Regions from separate parts of the Zea mays genome. Here region 1 is linked to region 2. Evidence: chromatin contacts called from public Hi-C data. All regions are on one chromosome and are shown on one strand. The core of a region is the stretch at or near the end of the contact, and the rest is flanking DNA. Distances in the headings are between cores, read along the strand shown. Region 1 holds the start of LOC100274836. Region 2 holds the start of LOC100382829.

Region 1 (2,700 bases), core at 200-2,699, 170 kb before region 2:
CTACTGAGAGATGAGAGAGCTATTTTGCTACTTTATGTTGTGTGCTAGCACTCTAGTAGCACTACTTATTATGGTATTATGCTAAAAATTAGCAATATAAGGCACGATTTTCTTCTGAATTTTACTGGCATTATTGTATTAAGATGTCCATATGGAGTCACCTCACCATGCGCCCTAAATGCCTGGTGGACTCAAATGGGCCCATTGTTGCAGCTCGACTTACCACCATTAATAAACATGGACATACCAAATTACAAACAAAAACACAGAAACAACCATCCATGAGACAATAATGCAGACTATACAGACATGAGCATCTAATTACTAATGCCTTGGGTATCAGACCTTTAGGACATGTTTGGAAGCAAGGGGAATGAAGTGGATTAGAGGGGCTAAAATCGCCTTCCTATTCAATTTTGAATAACAAGGGGATTTTAACCCCTCCAATTCCCTCCATTCCCTTGGCTCTCAAACAAGCCCTTAATGTGTTCTATAAAAGAAGGGTATTACCTCTGTCAAAAAAAATACTACTGCATTGATCATGTAATATTATGTGGCGTGTTTGATTCTGACAAAATGATAACTTGTCTTAGGGTGGTAATGGATCGCGATCCAAATGCTTCTTCACAAAATGGCAGGGCACTAAACAAATTTTAGTTCAAAAATGAATAGAAATAGTGTCCGGTCCTAATCTGATCCAATCCTTAAATCTTATAGTGTAAAATTTAGAGTCCATTGTCACCCCTGCTTGCATAACAGGCCTACCCAGTTTGCTAATGCACGTATCATACACGACATAGGCATCAAGCACAGTCAAGTTCAAACATGTCCAGATAACTGCATCAAGTTTTGTGGCAAGCCAGCAATATCTCGTTTTGCAGACCGAATATATCAAATCGCAAAGTATGAAACCCTAGCTGCCACCTAGATCTAAGAGACATCACCTCTCACCTGAGTCACTTCTGGTAGCCACCGCCGACAGTGTTGTCATCCTCCTCGACGGTGGTGTTGACGTATGGTACGGGGAAGTCATTGGTGGGGTCGAACTGCTTGGTGGCCATGTAGCTCTCGAGATCGGGCTTGCGGAGTAGGGTGCGCCGCACGGGCGGGCGGCTCCGGCGGCGGTCGCGGGTGAAGTACTTGATATCGTAGACTGTCTCCGGATCGGATGTGGGCACGATGGCCTTGTCGCGGTCGTCGCGCACGGTGGCCGGGCACTTGACGCGGTACTCGAGCGCGCCAGGCAGCGCGCTGCGGTACTCGGGAGAGGCGCAGGGGCCTGTGATCTCCCACGGCTTCTTGAGGAACCTGCGGAGCCCCTGGAACAGCGATTTGCCAGCGCCGACGGCCGATGAGGCGGCGGAGGCCATCAGGATCGGCGCGGTGGTGGGACCGGCGAAGAGGGGAGAATGGGGAGATCGGCCGGTACAGCGAGACAAGACGCTGGAAATGGCGATGGGGCTCGGGTTTCTGTTGGGCGAGAACGTGGGCCGCACCAAACGGCAAAAGCTACGCGACCATTGCCGTCACAACACAATGGGCTTGTAGAGCTGGCCCAGCCCATGCCGATCAAATTCCGGCAGTAGGGCCGTCCCCACGCTCGTTAGAGCAACTACGGGTGTGTTTGGTTGAGGAACGGGGAAGAATATAATAGCTTCATTCCAATTTTTTGAATGTTTGGTTTTCAACAAAATAAGAGTGGAGCGGCTCCTGGATCTCCATATGAAAATTTACTATAAGTAGTTGGAACGCTCCTGTTCCATAAAAACGATCGAATGCGAGCGCTCTCTCGAACGTGAGCGCTCTCCTTCCTTTTCTTCCCTCTACACCTATATGGCTCTCGAACCAAACAAAAACGGAACGGCTTCACTCTATTTTACTCTTCAACCAAACAAAAATTGGAATGACTCTATTCTTTTTGCCAAACGCGGAATAGAACGGCTCCATTCTTAAACACTGGAATAGAGCCAGTCTATTCTATTTGACTCTCTAACCAAACGCACCCTACAAGTCTCCAATAGTAACTATAAACTCATAAACAATTTGTAATTTAGGGCTCCAAAAAAATAGCTCCAACAGGAGCCGTATTCTAATAAAATTCATCTTAACAGTTTAGAGCTCATTCTTTTAAGTAGCAAATTTGAGACTCAAAAGGAAGCGGCCCAATACCGTTCCCGCGTACAAGAACTGCGACAGACTTTTCCGGTTCCATTCCCCCCTCCCGCCGCCGCCATACAGTTGATCCATTTTCTCCGGCGCGAGATCCACTTTATTCGTTCTGTCCGTCGTCACCGTCGCCTCGTCATCCCTTCCACCGGAGCTCCTTTCCACGATCAGTTGAATGGATGGTCGACCACCTTCCCCGTCACGCCCGGCGGCCAAGAATCGTCGTTTGCCTTTGAATAAGGCTCTAGATGCAATTGGGGGTGGGTCGTAGTCCGCCCGTGGAGCTACTCGATAGGTTCCACACCGGCGTCTCGTCGTCGGGTGTCAATCCTCGCTACTCCTCATTCTGCATCACAGGCGACGCACCAGCTTTCTTTGGGGGAACATGGAGGACTACAGGTGAAATTCCTTCTCCAATTGTTGGAATCTACTAGCACTCAAATGTGAAGAACAGAGACAGAATTGGAGGCAGAAGAAGCTCAGTAGCTAGACGCAAGAAGCCAAGAACTTGGGGAACATGTACGCTGCCTTTTA
Region 2 (2,700 bases), core at 159-2,658:
GACAAGGGCGCACTTATAGAGTAAGCCTAGACTCACACCTTTTTGGGTCCGAGTTTCAACGCTTGAGGTTCGAGCGTTTACACGTGCTAGGCCAAGCCCGCCCTAGGTGGACTTTAGCGGTGTTTGCGGGGGTCCGGACCCATAGTGGTAGCCCCTAAGCGCGCACCCATTTAGTACACACGGCGACACATGGCTGGCCTACTTAATTTCTTAGCACATAGTTTAGAGTTAACCGTGCATTAGTTTGCCTTGAGGTAGTAGTGCTGGGTACCCTAAATACGAGATACTGATAATTATATTTGTTAATACTTTTCTATTCTCAGAAATAAATATAGTTTTTTTAAATTGGAATAAATCAGGTGCAAACCAAGTACTTGGTGCAAACCTTGCATGGAGTCATGATAATTTTATAAAACAACTCTCCCACCGTATATTACCTTTTAAAAAGTCACTTCCACCTCCTTTGATATATTTTTAAATACACCTTCCCACCTATATCAACGTGTTGGTTTGCACGGTTTTCACCTGATCCGTTCCCTTTTAAATTATTGTGATTGTTTTATGATATTATTTAGAAAATTAGTATCCCAATCTATTTTAAGGTTTTTATTAAAAAAATTAAAAACTTAGATTTTTTTTATTATTTTAAAACCTTGTAACGTATTTAACAAGACCAACTTATTAGTTCAAACCGTGTAAACCAACGCAAGAATAGATGTGAGAGAATCATTTTAAAAATATTCAAGAGAGTTAGAAGAGATGATTTGAAATGCGATATGTTTAAAAAGTCTTCTTGTCTCTATTTTTGTGTTGATTTACATGGTTTGCACCAATAAATTGGCTTATATGTTCCCAATTTTAATAGTTTGAAGATTTTATTAGAAGATAAAATAGTCGTTTAGTTTTATATTTTAAGGGTTAGTTTGACACTTTATTTTCGCAAAAGATTTCCATTTTTCCAAAAAAAAATAAACTAATTTTCTTTAGAAAAATAGAAATCCTTTGAAAAACCTGAGGTAGTCAAACTAGCCACAATAAGAAAAAGTTAGATCGATAATTTTGGAGGCAGATTTGAGTTTTGCGTCACAAAATATTATCACCTCTACGAATTTCGATCTAGTCCGTCCAAAGTTAGAGGTGGTAATAAATCACGATCTAAATATTTTTCAAAATAACTTAGGATCTTTAACTAATTTTGATTTTAAAATAAATAAAAATAAAACTCAATTATAATTTATTTTGATTTAAAATTTTATAGTGTAAAATTTAGAGTTCATTATCATCCTATCCGAGGCCGCGGCCCAACTCATGATACGAAATGGCCCGTCAGCTCCCGTTCGTGCGGGTGCGGGCCTTCACTGAGAATTGGGTTCCGTCATATGCTTCCTCTCCAAGTCCAGGAGTGGTACGGTGGGGTCGCGGAGCTTGCCAGCTTTGTGGCTGCAACTCGCCAGCCTGATGGGGCGGCTTCGCGCGTGCTGCCGTCTCCACCGCTTCCTCGCGCCGCCGCCGGCACAAGTGCCATCACCGGGACAATCTCTGGCCCGCGGGTCCAACACCGCTACCGCTCACGTAGCGCCTTTCTCGAGGCTTCTCTCGTCGGCCGCGGCCGTTGCGCCCCACGACACACGCGACTCGGGCCTCGGCGGTTCGGCGTACTGGGCCTGGATTCGCGCGGCGACCGAGTCGGCCCCGGCTCCTTCGCCGCCCCAGGAGGAGGAGGACGAGGGCCCAGCACGCTACATCCCCGTCAAAGCCTACTTCCTCTCCACCAGGTAAGCACGCAGCGCCGCTCCCGCGCTTGCTCGATAGGTGTTTGATGATTTATCATCGAGGAAACATTCGGGTGCTACCTTACTATTCTAAAAATGTCCATGCCAATTGGCACTGCGAACTAAAACGACGTGTTTTCAATTTTTCCTCCTCGCCGTGACAGCATTGATCTGAAGAGCATGCAAGCGGAGCACGGGAATGATATTGTACCTCCGTCGACCCGTTTGCTTAACTACATTGCGCTTCGGTACTCCGAGTTCCCACCTGAGATTATGGTTAGTTATTACAGTTTAGCGTCACTTCTTTTTTGACCTGAAATTCATATCAAAATGAACAAATCTCAGTCAGCTTTGAACCAGTTGCACATAGACCTATGCTACGAATTGATTTCCTTGTGATTTTGGTTGATATTTATGCAGAACATTGGAGTGAAGGATAACAGATTTTGCTATCGCTATGTGGTTGTTTTCCAGTATGGTTCTGCTGTGCTTTTCAACATTGCTGATCATGAAGCCGAGTACTATCTTGATATAATTAGGAAGCATGCTTCAGGATGGCTTCCAGAGATGAGAAAAGATGGTATGCTCACTGCTAAACTGCGTCCTGTTTACTGCTTTTTACTGGCCTCCATTTTTGTGTTCCTTAATAATATTTTCATGGACCGAAAACAGTACAGTTGCCTTCTCCCTTCTGTTATATTCAAAGATGCTATTTGTTAACTGTGATAGAACTCAACTTAAAGAGAATTGTTGCATGCCTAGACTGTGTGTTTTGTGCATTTTTGTTTAGCAGAAATAAGTTGTTACTGCTTTTCGTCCACTGTGACAAAGCACATGCCCCCTGGAATTGAACTGTTTGACTCTTTGTAAAGATGCAGGTTTAGAGTAAGACCAACATCAGCTGATGCCATTTATTTTGCATGAACAG

The links. A called contact is a pair of places that touch in the nucleus more often than the background predicts.
Region 1: a contact with region 2 is called in a Hi-C map of bundle sheath, with 2.4 times the contacts expected there. The contact joins the promoter of LOC100274836 here to the promoter of LOC100382829 in region 2. A contact is called at or near these places in 2 of 25 Hi-C or Micro-C datasets (bundle sheath and leaf).

The regions. Positions count from the first base shown.
Region 1 is chr3:199,901,287-199,903,986 of Zm-B73-REFERENCE-NAM-5.0, reverse strand. It overlaps LOC100274836, which reads right to left and starts at 1,449. Exons shown (of 2, transcript NM_001291654.2): 1 at 952-1,449. The coding sequence starts at 1,370. The coding sequence ends at 957. All of the region lies in intron 1 of LOC103651179, which reads left to right.
Region 2 is chr3:199,733,942-199,736,641 of Zm-B73-REFERENCE-NAM-5.0, reverse strand. LOC100382829 reads left to right here and starts at 1,408. Exons shown (of 7, transcript NM_001366802.1): 1 at 1,408-1,775; 2 at 1,937-2,048; 3 at 2,193-2,352. The coding sequence starts at 1,459.